Regions from separate parts of the Mus musculus genome. Here region 2 is linked to region 1. The links are chromatin contacts, called in public Hi-C maps. All regions are on one chromosome and are shown on one strand. The core of a region is the stretch at or near the end of the contact, and the rest is flanking DNA. Distances in the headings are between cores, read along the strand shown. Region 1 has its middle 110 kb from the start of Gm30799. Region 2 overlaps Sipa1l1 (signal-induced proliferation-associated 1 like 1).

Region 1 (6,596 bases), core at 2,432-4,931:
GTGGGCACACACAGTAATGCCCACTAGAATCTTAATAGCACAAGCCTATAGTCCTGGCTACTCAGGATGATACAAGGAAAGATGTCAAGGTCTGCCTGGGGTACACAGGGAGTTCAAGTCCAGCATGACTGATGCTCAAACTCTGGGGACAACGACAAGCATTACCACAGATCATGGTCATGCCATGATGACCGCACCCAACCTACGAAGAGCATTAGTCTCCATCCAAAACTGCCCCAAAGAATCAAGAACCATAACCATCCTCTTATCTAAAGCCACAGACAACTACTGGAAAGGTATCTGTTTTTTAAAAATTTATTCTATGTGTACATGTGTGCCTGAGTGTGAGCATGTGTAACCCATGTGTGCAGGACCTCACAGACGTCAGAAGAGGGCATCTGATCCCCTGGAATTGGAATTAGAAGCAGTCAGGAGCTGCCATGTGAGTGCTGCGACCTGAACCCAGCCCTTAGTGAATTCTAAAGCTGTAATAACTACTAACTTCTGAGCCACCTCTCCCAGCGCAAGGGACGGCATCAACTATAAAGAAGCACATTTCCTCTTCACAGCCTCCTCTAAGGAAGCACAGCTAATACATCAGAGTGCTATGTGTCCAAATGCAATACTGGCGCTTTCAGCATCTTTCTTTGATCTCAATTTTTAAAGCAATAGGTCCAAATACATTTTACACTTCATCTGCCAAAAAAAAAAAAGTATAGTAATTGAAAACGTATCTAATTAGCAATATATACTTAGGTATTCTGAACTGAGAACACTAAGAAATCTGCCCTATTAGCTCATCAACTGTTTGTAAAAGAATTAGCTTTAACATAAATGTAAGCAGTGAATGAATCCAGTGGCTGTGTCTCTTTACCTTATGCGAGTCTTCAATAACCACACAGAGAAACCACAACTTATTTAAAACTGCATCTCAATAGCTGAGCAGCTAAATGATCTACCTTAACCTCCTCCTACACTAATCTGCCTACCTCTGAGCCCACCCAACTGTACTTGCTGTACATTACTGTACATTACTGTACATTACTGTACATTACTGACCTGGTTCTTTGGGCTTCAGGTGTGTTTCCGTTATCTCTCTCCATACCCGTTCCTCATGGCTTCAACTCCTCCATCCTCCTAGCCGATCAGATTTTCCCCTTTCCCTCTCTCCTTCCTCTGGCTGGTGGACTTGCTGCCCTATTCTCTATTCTGCCCAGCCATTGGGTGATGAGCATTTATCACAAGACAGAAAGTAAATGGTAAGAATTGTTTACCCAAACCTGAGACAGTAGATCCTTAGTATAAGCCTAACAATGTCGTGTCCAGATTGAAATGAGATATGAGTGCAAAGAATTCAGCATTTGAATAACACAAGGGTAGACTTTACAGTGTACAAAAACAAACATTATGCCTACAACTATTAACTTACTACCTAGCTTATGAAGGCCTAAAATAATGAACTATCTAGAAAATAATACATTTTCCCAATATAGTATCTTTTCATTTAAATGAAGTTACTCTGGTCAGAGCCATGTTTAAGAGACAGATCTGCACCAAACTCCCTAAAGAGCCTCCCTGATTTTATGCACGAGGAAGCTCTGACAGCCTGGGAAGCCAGAGTAAAAGTTCCCCAGGAAGCTGTCTAGGACTCAAGGATGGATCCAGGAGAAACCTCTCACCAGCCACAGTGCATGCTAGCCCATGAGCTAAGTGGTTCCAGACATCCCAAAGTCAGTAGTAAGACGGTGGAAACAAGACAGCCTTTCCTGCCTTCATTTATCTCCAAAATTCTGAGATGGTACTTCCGCATTTCACAGATAGAAAACCCAAGCTCATGAGCATTGAGAGACCAGCCCACTGCCTACTTGATGTCAACAAGCATGGCATACCCAACACGTACAAATCAACTCCCAACTTGAACTCCCCACCCAAACCTGCTCCTCCAGTCACTTCCTTTGGTCCATGGCACCTCTATTACACCAGCTGCTCTGGCAAAAACAGTGTCATCCCTGACTGCACAGTCACAGTGCAGTAAACCAGGTCAGCCCCAAGGACACACCCAGAGCCCAGGCTCTTCTCCTCAGCCCGATTTAGGCTACCAGGTTCCTCTTCAAGCACTGCTCGGGTTCTGTGAACCAGTCTGGTTTTTAAAACACAACTTTAGGGGCTGGAGAGATGGTTCAGTGGCTCAGTGGTTAAGAGCACTGGCTACTCTTCCCGAGGACCCAGGTTCAATTCCCAGCACCTAAATGGCAGCTCACAACTCTATGTAACTCCAGTCCCAGGGAATCTGACAGTCTTTTCTGTCCTCCATAGGTACTACATACACTTTATGCACAGACGTATGTAGAGAAAACACCCATTTTTTTTTCAATAACACAACTTTATATAGAAACCCTCCCACGAGCCAGGTGTGGTGGCGCACGCCTTTAATCCCAGCACTCGGGAGGCAGAGGCAGGCAGATTTCTGAGTTCGAGGCCAGCCTGGTCTACAAAGTGAGTTCCAGGACAGCCAGGGCTATATAGAGAAACCCTGTCTCGAAAAACCAAAAAAAAAAAAAAAAAAAAAAAAAAAAAAAAGAAAGAAAGAAAGAAAAGAAACCCTCCCAGGGTGTCTCACCTCACCCAGCACTACCTATTGATGCACCCACCTCTCTGAAAGAAAGAGTGTCTTCCATCTACAGGGCACTCGGTGAGTATGGTTCACAGGTAAATGAAAGAACAACGGCCAGAATCACGTGTAGCATGTAGCAGAGCCAATGAACATCTTCCAGTGTTCTTTGGCAACTATGAGGCCAAATTTACAGCAGCCAATGGACAGCCCTCCCTTTGGGGAAAAAACCTTATATTTTGCTTAGCATAACTGAATCTTTTAATGTATAATCAATACTACATTAGAGTTTCAGCAAGTTAAACTGGAAATGCTAACTTTACAAAGACACAAAAACTCTGAACGTGGACCAGCTGGCAGCACAGGCAAATGCCAGGCTGATTGGCAAAGCCCGGCACTCAGACCTCCAGTGTGGCTGCATTTGGTAAGCACCTTTCAAGAGCTCCATGCACAAGCAAGCTGGGCTCTCCAAGACTCAGACCAGAGCACCTAGGAGTCAGGTTCTCACGTTAGAGCCCACCACCCATATGGTGTAAGAATGGGTCTCTTGGATGATACTACTAACAGGAGAAAGACTGGACTCGAAAACACCAGGCACCAAAAGGACCTGGAAAGAGAAAAACCTTCCAGAGCCAAGTCTAAGTAGGAATTGTTTTTGGATCAGCATAAAACTAATGTTTAAGCATTAACCATTGCAGAGTTTTCTTGCTAAAGTGTCTTAAGAGAAAAGAAAAAACAAAAACAAAAACAAACCACCAGCAGCAGCAACAAAAACTCTAAATCTCTTTCTCCAGAGCTTTCAAAAATGTTTCCAGCATCAACTACTCAAAGCCTTAAATCTCACTGGATACAACAATTAACTCCAGCAATATTAACAATAGGCTCTAAAGGAAACTTCACTCAGCTCAACCCCACCTCTTTTTCAAAGGAAAGGATGCTTGGTGTATAGATATTCAACAATGAGCAGCAGACTTGTTACATGAACAAATGAAAGGCTAATAACTAAGGTCTAGAAGGTTATGGCTCTTCCAACAGCTGACAGCGAGACCCAGGGTTATCCAGGACCAGGGAGGTTGCTCAGTTCCCTTGAAATAAACTGGATGTGGGAGTGGGAGAAACCAAGACTGGATAATTCCCTGGGTCTTAGGAAAACTGCAGCCAAGATATATTACAGGCAGTTTCCTTAGTTTTCTTAATTAGAAAAGCACTTGATGAAATAAATTTTGCCAAAATGTATCTCCTTGGAAACCAAGAAACAAAAACTGTTTCTTTTCTCCTCTGCATAAAGAACATTTAATAAGGACTATTTTCATAATAAACAGCTATAACTGTTTTGTATCAGAAGTAAAACAGGTAGCTTTCACTAGTGAATAAACCCAGGCTTGGAGAGATGGCTCAGTGGTAGGAGCACTAACTAACTGTTCTTCTAGAGGACCTGGGTTCCTGACATTCACACAGCAGCTCACAGGTGGACTGTAAGTCCAGTCTCAGGGGATCCAATGCCTCTTCTAGCCTCAGTGGGCACCAGGCAAGCATTTGGTACACATAAATGCATACAGCCATACATACAAAATAAATCTTCAAAAAAAAATTTCAAATTGTTTCTAGAGACTTCATTAAAGACGCATATAAAGCAGCAGGACCCACATGAGACCCTAGTGTGATGGGAGGTAGAGACAGGGAGAAGCCTAGGCCTTGCCAGCCAGCCAGCCTCACCTCGTCCAGGAGTTCCAGGCTAATGAGAGACCTGTCTCAAAAATATAAATAAACAACAAACAAAGAAATAAAATAGAAACAAAAAGAACTGATACCCAAAGCACAACACCCAATGCTAACGTCTGCCCTTTACCAACGCTGACCTCTGGCCTCTACTCAGTATCGTGCCTGAACACACACAGCATACCCACTGAATTAATGCAATCTTCAGGACTACATCAAGGTTCTTTCTGAAACTTCCTCTAGATGCTGACTCTGTACACATTCTTTGCAAATCAGGAAATGCTGGACACATGACCCTTACCATACTACCTGCAAATGATAGACGGCCTCACACACATTTTGCCATTTAAATCACTTTACTGCCTTCTTCAAATGTGTCTGGTCTCCTCAAAAAACAAACAAAAGAAAGAAAAAACCCAGAAACGTTATTTTAGCTTTTCATGTGCCTATCACTCAATGTCTAGCCCTGTGAAATGAAAAGTACCCCCTAAGGAACCAACACCAACAGAACGGAATCACCTCTGTGGAAACGAACCCAGTACACAGTCAAAGGAGCTTGAGCACCAGTCACTGGGGAAGGAAAGTGTTGCCTTCTCAACAGTCGGTGCTAGGAACTGTGTGAGGTCCACAGGCAAAAGAATATAGCTTATCTTATAGGTTATTAAAAATTAGCTCAAAAGTGGGTCAAGAGTCTAGATAAAGTCTAAAACTCTTAAACTGTTTGAACATGGAGTTGGAGTAATGGCTCAGCAGATCAGAGGCTCCAGAGGATCCAGGTTCGGTTCTCAGCACTCACATGGCGGCTCACGACCATCTAGAACTCCAACGTCAGGGACTCCACCACCCTCTTTAGCCTCTATGGGCACTTGGCATGCATGCAGTCCACAAATACTGAAAGCAAAACACTCATACATATAAAATACAAAGAATAAAATGTTTTCAAAACTTCCTTGCCTCGAACACAACCAAGAGAAAAAAAGAACCTACAGAGGAAGTACTTGTAAATTACGTATCTGATAAAGGTCTGATAGCTAGAATATACAAATTAACTCTTAAAATTAAAAAAAAAGAAAAATAGAAAGTAAAGAAAAATGGGCAGAGTACTTGGAACAGATGATGACCAAGAACCATCAGAGGGCATGCAACAGCACTACCCACCAGGAGCCATCAACACAATGAGATTCCACCTCAAGTACCTGCATAGCCACAATACAGAAGGGGGTGGTGGCAAGCATTGGTGAGAATGTGGACAAACTGCAAGTTTGGTGACCTACTGCTGAGACTATAGAGTTGAAGTGCAACTACCATGGAAAACGTTATGGTATGAAAAGCTCCTCAAAAAACTAAAGCGAGCACCACACATGGCCCAACACTGTCACTGCTAAGTCAGCATGCAGAAGAACTGCATGCAAGCTCTGAGGACAGCTGTGTGTCACTGCTTCCAACCAGACTCAGGCAGAGGCAGACAGATCTCTAAGAGTTTGAGGCCAGCCTGGTCTACAGAGTGAGTCCAGGTCAGTCAAGGTTCTGTGACACAGAGAAGCCTTGTCTCAAAAACCACTAAGAGTCAGCAAGGGGTAAACACATCCCACCCACACAGCCATCCTACGGCCATGTACTACACGCCGGCTTCCTTGAGGACATGCCTAGTGAGATAAGCCAGTCACTTAAGGGCAAACACTGCCTAACTCCTCTTATGTGTGATGTCTGGGGATAACCAAATCAAAGAGACAGAAAGTTGGCAGTCACCAGGGGCTGGGATAGGAGGGAGAAGAAAGTAAAAGTTGTATGATGTACAGTTTCAGATACAAAAGTTTTTGGGTTTTTTGTTTGTTTTTCAATCTTAGAGCTCTATTTCACAAAACGGTAAGTAGGCTTAAAACCACCAAACTATATACACTTGTGTTTCTCGTACAATGTTTTTAGTGGATCATACAATTACCAAACTGAATTGACATGTCCCAGCCACACTGCAAAATTGCCTGACCTTTACCTGTAGGCAACCAGTTCTAGATTCCTTCTAAACTACCTTTCTTCAATAAACAGAACTGTGTTGAAGATCTGGGGGCTCTGTCCCTTTCACGTATCCAAAGTGAAATCTCAATGACCACAGAGAGCTACTAACACAGATCCAAAGATCATACAAAGTCACTCTGGAAAGAAGCAAGATATAACCACCTACCAAGACACCCACCAGGCTTCCCTGGTGCCTGGCTGCAGTAACCAGGCCTCCTCACGGCCTCTCTCCCCAGCACACACCCTACCC
Region 2 (6,596 bases), core at 2,062-4,561, 220 kb before region 1:
TATGTCCCTTCTCTTAAACAAACTACAGTTTGTGGAAGGTTGGCCTGTTTCCTAAGAATAGGGAAAAGGTCCTTGATTTTATAATATTTAAATATTTTGGGGGGAGGGGTTGCTGTCAAGCTAACTTCCATTTTTAAAAGCTGCCTTTACAAACTGCATGTGCACACACACTCTAGGCCTGACATACAGTCGCTGTGTGGCTGCCTAGGATGATCTCAAGGTCTAGGCAACTGCCAGAACCGAACAGCACTGGGTAGTGAGCTTTGAGGAGGCCTGGCCCACCCTACCCAAAGCTCTAGGAAGGCTGACAAAGAGGAGAGTAATTACTCAGAGAACAGAGTAATTAGTTGCTAGGAAAATAGCAGTGGGAGTGTGAAGTGCGGAGGGAAGAGACAGAAGCAGAAGCCATCCTATTTTGTTGAAAACTGTAGCAAGGTGCTAATGCTTCAACTGTTCCCTTTGAAGCCACTTCTGCAGGAGCAAACAGCTTTTCAGGCCTCCAAAGGCATCTATCTGCACAGTGCACAATTTCCCACCTGCACAGAGCAGCCAGCAGGGAGGGCAAGGGCGCAGCACCCAGCTTCCCAGCGGGGAGGGCTAGGGCGCAGCACCCAGCTTCTCAGCCTAGCACCTGACATGTGCAGGCAGCAGTGCATGCCTGGAGAGGGTGGCTGTTGGTTCCCAGTGGAAGACAGATGTGGCTCCTTCATATGGTAGAGGAGTTGCCTGCTCTGATGTCAGAATGGGTTGTCCCATCTGGCCCAGTGCAGCCTTTTCCAGATTTCATGGTGGTCACTTCAAAGAGGCGAGTGGGAGAAATAACACCATGAACCAGGAATGGCACAGATTTACACTGATGTGCAGGGTAAGGGTCTGTGCCTACCTACAGAACAGCACTTACACCTGGATTCTGATGCCAGAGGAGCCTGAAAACTTACTTAAGTTTCTTCCTCTTTTGTAAGATTTATCATATTTATTTATTTATTTATTTATTCATGTGTTTATTTATGCACTTACTGTGCAGCAGGACACTGTGAGAGGACACCTGTGGGGTGTCCTCCTGACACATGGGACCCAGGGACCAACCTCAGGCCATCAAGCTCAGTGGGAGTGACCTGACTCCCTGAGCTATCACACGGGCCCTCCCTGGCTTCTTACAACATGAACAATGGTCGTATGTATCTCCTCATAGGATGGCTAAAAGAATTAAATGTGTTAATTCACGGAACTGTGTTTTTCTCTAGGACCTATAACATTGAAGTAAAACTTCAGCCAATGGTATTCCGTAACACTCCAAGGAAGATAAACCCAGCCTAGATGAGCATGGCCAGTAAGCCACCCCTCACCGCTGGCCTCGATTCCTAATAACAATGACTCAGTTTGATGGCAATGGGAGCTCCATTCTGTCCGGCCTCACAACTGCTTCATTCCAGTTCCCCATACACACCTGGAACATAGAGAAAAGAGCAGAGCCACTGTGTCTGTGACTCTGAGAGCTGAGACACTTTCTCCTGACTACAGAAACTGTCTCCTGTTTAGGGAACTCAAAGGAGGGCAGTCAGGTGACAGCAGAGGAGAGCCGGGCACTCAGAGATTGTTCTAGGTAAGAGCCCAGTTGCCCTCTGAACCACCATGTGAATCCCAGGTCAGCAGAACACTTAATGTAAGTGACAATGGACTTGGAGACTCTAGAAAAGCTGGCAGGGTCAGCAGATCCTGCTGTCCTGGACGGAGACACAGACAGGATGATCTGAGGACACTCACCCATCTCAGATTGACTAAACCAAAAAGATCTGTGGAGTCATCTTTTTTTTTTTTTTAACTCAGCTATATAAAAGAGTGTTCCTTAACCTGCTCAGACTGAATGGCCCCAGAATATTCCGACACAGGCACACAACCCCCAGGCTGCCTACCTGATAAATGGCATAAATAAATGCTATTCTGAATAAAGACTGATTTTTTTAACTGAAGTTCACTTAAGTCTTTAAGGGGCACAAATAACCCACAATAATGATTTATAGTCTACCATCTGCTAATCATAAATCCATGAGTGCTCAGACCTAGGACTAGTCATTTTAGGGAGAAAAAGAACTATGGTTTGGTTAGATTAATTATCAGTATTTATTTATGATTAATTATTAGTTAATTAATTAGATGTTGTGTGTATTTTGCATTTTTATTTTTTAGCAAGAAGACAGGGTTTCTCTGCTTACAGCTCTGGCTATCCTGGAACTTGCTTTGTAGACCAGGCTGTCCTGAAACTCACAGAGATCCACCTGCTTCTGACTCCTGAGAGCTGGAATTAAAGGCGTGTGCCACCATCACCCAGTTATGTTTTGGCTTTAACTACAAAATTTAAGACAAATTCTTAGAAAGTAGTGGCTAAAAATATACAACTTTTTTTCTCTCTTCTTCTTTTTTAATTTGATTTTTTCCAATCAGGGTTTCTCTGTGTAGCCCTGGCTGCCCTGGAATTCACTAATTAGACCAGGCTGGCATCAAACTCAGATATCCACCTGCCTCTGGCTCCCTAGTACTGGGATTTAAGGTACATGACAGCAACAACTGGCTACAAGTTTTTTTTTTTTTTTTTTTTGTTTGTTTAAAACCAACAAAAATATTTGCTAAGTCTAAAGGAGAAAAACAGTTGATTAGATTGGCTCAATCAAGCAACAAAGACGTGAAGTTTTGGTCAGTGCTGCTGGCTTGCCAGGAGCTGAACAGGCAGGAGGCTCCAGCCTTCCCTCTAGAGAAGGCAGTCAGGCATGAAGCACAGCACTGAGTCATCTGAAGCCCGTTCCTGGCCCCACAGATGCTGCCAGAAAAAAAGCCTGGAAGTCGGGCTCAGCAGAGCCAGACAGCAGGGATTAAAGCAACCATTGAGCTTTGAACATTCGTGAGGTACATGGGAGTGAGGACAGCATGAGCGCGATGCCACAGGAACAGACACTCAGACAGCCTCGATGGATGTGCTCTGCTTACAGGCCTCCGGTGCGAGATGCTGAAGATGGGTGTTGCAGCTCTTGTCTGGACTGCATTCTGCGGGAGACTTTCCACGCAGGAACCATAAGCCTCACAAGAGGACAATTTCTCTCTGGCTACTCTGCTTACTAAGAGATGTCCCATGTGGCCCAGCAGCCGTAAACTCAGACCTACCTCCGTGGGGTGCAGTCGTCATGGGGAGGGATAATGACAACCTTCACTGTGACTGATGTTCTCAAGAGATCGATCATCTGTTCATGGCTCAGGGTGGCCACTGCTACCTTGCAGATCTCCACCAGGCGGCTGCCCTGCCTCAGCCCTGCTTGCCATGCGTAGCCGTAGGGTTCTACATCCGCCACAATGCCCTCATAGTTGACATGGAAGCCAAGCTGCCCCAGCCCATTTCTTCGCAGAGTCATTTCCACAGATTCACAACCTTTTGAAACAAACTAGACAAGGAAATGAGAGGTACTCAGTTAATCATTAACAGTGGACTTGGCATTAAAGAAAATGCTGCCTTTAGTTATTCCGAACATCCGGTAGCTGGTTGGAGGGCAGGCTGGTTAGTCCTCTTCCCTAGTCTCTAATTTGGTAGGAAAACACAACACACTGGCTGCCTCCACAGGGACCAGTGGCTTTCCTGACATAGAAAAATCTGGGATAGGCTGGCAGCAAAAAGAACCTGTATTCTACTTTCAGCGGTCCTTAAAAAATAATCCATGGTGGGTTATTGACAGCTTTATTAAACAGCTTTCTCAGCAACTACAGGAACACCCGCCACCAGGGCAGTGAGACTGGGTTATGTGCAGGTGACTTCCCAGCACAAGACCCCAGACAACATGTCATCCCACCCGCCCAGGGCTGCTACTTTTCCTCAACAAACAATGGAAAGCAGGAACGTCAGATAAACTGTGTTGCTTCACTCATCAGCAAAGGAATTGCCAGAGTAGCCAATCTTGCCCCAGGCCTCTGTGCCCTGGCTTTAGTCTGCGAAACCCCAGGAGTGAGCATGGTTACAGCAGTCTCACCTGCAGCCTTCTGACAATTTCTTTGATATCTTCACCGCTAATGAAGCTCTCCACCGACACACATTCTCCCCGCTCATAGAAGATTTTGAGGCTGGTGTCGCTGGAAGTCCACCCTATGACATCTCTGCAGGAGCAATTGAAAGCCACACTCTTTGTCTCCTGCTCAATGAGGACGATGAACTCGCTGGAGATCCCAAGGAGGCAGTCGAACTCCATGGCCTTGTTGTAGTCTTTGGCCCGGACAGCCCACACAATGGCCCCCATGCTACTGAGCTCAGCTCCTGGATAAGGCTTAGACTTTTCCTTCTTCTTGGAGGCCAGAGAAATAAATGGAAACTTGCCAGAAGGGTCAATAGGTGTGTTGGTGACATTCTTTTCTGCCAGATCTTTCAGGTATTCCTGGCGGGTCCTTGTCGCCATGGCCCGGAACTTCTCTGATTTATGAGCAGCATTTTCTGCATTTATCACTTTGGCCAAAAGGAAGTCCCTGAACACATTTGACTTGGGGAAGGTGACCCCTTTAGGGATGGGAGGTCCAAAAGAAGGTACATCTCTGGACCTGGTGACTGCCACACTGAGAGACAAAGCAAAGGACAAAGGATGAGAGGTGTGTCAGTATGTCTGTCTTCTATTACACCATGGGGACGTGGGGACATGGGGACATGTGGCCGGGGCTGGTCCAGTGCAGACATGCAAGACTCTGGGTTCCCCGTCCTAAGGAAAGGGGATGCGCATGTTAGTTAAGACAATCCTCATTCTGGTCAAGAAAGAACACAAACTTCTGCTTAATTAGTCAACTTGTTAGTTTACTTCAGTTTTTTCCAGGCAGACTCTTTTTACCTTAAAGTTTCAACTTCACTTCTTTAGCAGGTAGGAGACTAACTGTAAGATCATGGTGGTTAGTCATGCTGGCTTACTGTAATGTTCCACACACCAGAATAAAAGCTATTTTAAATACCTACAGACTATATCCAGTGCGCAGGTTGCTATAATCACACAACCTTTCAGAACAGAGATTCTGTCAGAACACAGATGTGTCCTCCACTTGAGATAGAATGGCTGCAGGCGACATACACAGTCCATCAGGGAAATGTCAGGAGATACATGGCCTTTGAGAAACAAGTCCTTTCTAATAAAGCAAATACTATCTGATGGGCCATGTGTGAGGCATCGTGAGACTAGAGTGAAAGCATACCTTTGAAATAAAAACATCAATACCAATTATGACTTTTATAGAACTGCCACAATAGTTGGAAATCATGTTTTTTAACCGAGCTATTCTTTGGTCCAAATATTCTGGTTTTGGTCTGTGGTTCTGCAAGAAGCACACTGCCCTTTCCTGTCTGCTTTACGTCAGACTGACCTAAGAAAGCTTGCTCCCACCACTGCTTTTGCATACACAGAGCTAAAAAAAAGTAGGCCCATGAAAAATAACCAGCAACATCTGTATGCATCTACTAATCTTAATCTCAGAAAGAAAAATACCAAAACGTTCCTAAAACAACAAAAGTTGGGAGGAAATAAAGAGGCTGTATGTCATCCGCCAGTCTTCAAGATCACTCCTGGCACCATCAGCCAAGCCTGACAGGGCTAAGGTGACAATCCCTCTTTCCACAAGATGTAAAATTGAGTCGGCCACGAAACTGTGCACTAGAAAATGTTTTATGTGAGTTTTCAAGAGAAAAGATACAATGTGAGAGTGCTTTCAAAGTAAGCTGATGGCCCTGCTTCCCTCAGGAGTTGAGGCAAGAGGACACCGTGAGTTTTAGGCTATCCCGGATGCCTACTCAGTCTCCTAACAGCCTACAGAATGAGACCTTGGCTCATCTTCCCCTAAAAGGGGTTGGGGTGGGCTTCACTTAAGATATTCAGCTACTTTTAGAAAAAAAAAAGTCTTCATCTAATAGAAATGGGATAGACAGATCTGCAAGTGAAGGCTTTACAGTTAGAAACTGTACTTAGGTGAGATGGAAAAGCTATACATGATGCATGCTTGTCACAAGTTTATCTCTACAAGAAGACTACCTGCCTCACTTCACGACAAAGGGAGGTGTCAGCCAACACCCACTCTCTGACTGCACAAGGGAAGCCCCACACTCCCCGTGCACACATTAGGCCTAATTACACACTATTACAAAGGCACTTGTTCTTGTCACTGTGAGCTGTCTGGCTTGAATGCTGACAGCTGTGTAGTTTTCATTTGATCGTGTTAGCTTTCCCCTCTTCTGAAGCTGAGCAGAAATGCTGAAATCCAGATTTGGTAGATCTTCCCCCAGGAATCCTATGAGGATCCAGAAATGTTTAATATCTTTCATTTTAAAGCTGGCAACTCTTTGCTAATTTCACTTGGACCATTATTCTTCCTCAGGAAGCAGCTGTGGTTTCTCTGTAACCAGAGAGAGGCCCACGCTCAGCAGAGCTGTGAGCCTGAGCACGGCTACTTGCCCCTGAGCCTGCAAGAATCTAGAGATCTATTTATTAGCCGACAGAACTTTAGACAAACACACACTGGCAACCTCCCAATAATTAGAAGCATCTAGAACGAGTTGTGAGGGTGAGAACTGAGTCTTCACCATGTAATTATCT

What was found. Hi-C and Micro-C count contacts between places; a contact is called where the count stands out from the background.
Region 2: a contact with region 1 is called in a Hi-C map of uterus, with 2.9 times the contacts expected there. The contact joins two enhancer-like sites. A contact is called at or near these places in 16 of 39 promoter capture datasets (the 3T3-L1 cell line, 3T3-L1-derived adipocytes, the C10 cell line and 11 more), 2 of 15 datasets of contacts at CTCF or cohesin (large pre-B cells and pro-B cells), 28 of 484 Hi-C or Micro-C datasets (the AML12 cell line, CD4 T cells, the G1E-ER4 cell line and 19 more), 25 of 115 datasets of contacts at active chromatin or transcription factors (CD8 T cells, the SCID.adh cell line, T-cell acute lymphoblastic leukemia and 18 more) and 3 of 9 other capture datasets (adipose tissue, liver and pancreatic islet).

Annotation. Positions count from the first base shown.
Region 1 is chr12:82,175,281-82,181,876 of GRCm38.p6, reverse strand. It overlaps a transcript of Sipa1l1 not described here. Among named protein-coding and RNA genes, the nearest start is that of Gm30799, 110 kb to the right of the region's middle. Within about 2 kb of position 3,681, at least 16 of the 459 cell types and tissues checked have an H3K27ac peak or open chromatin away from gene starts, as enhancers often do. A contact at or near this core is called in uterus, where this site is marked.
Region 2 is chr12:82,394,181-82,400,776 of GRCm38.p6, reverse strand. It overlaps Sipa1l1 (signal-induced proliferation-associated 1 like 1), which reads right to left. Exons shown (of 21, transcript NM_172579.3): 8 at 4,011-4,584; 9 at 3,157-3,431. Among named protein-coding and RNA genes, the nearest start is that of Gm30916, 5.8 kb to the right of the region's middle. Within about 2 kb of position 3,311, at least 68 of the 459 cell types and tissues checked have an H3K27ac peak or open chromatin away from gene starts, as enhancers often do. A contact at or near this core is called in uterus, where this site is marked.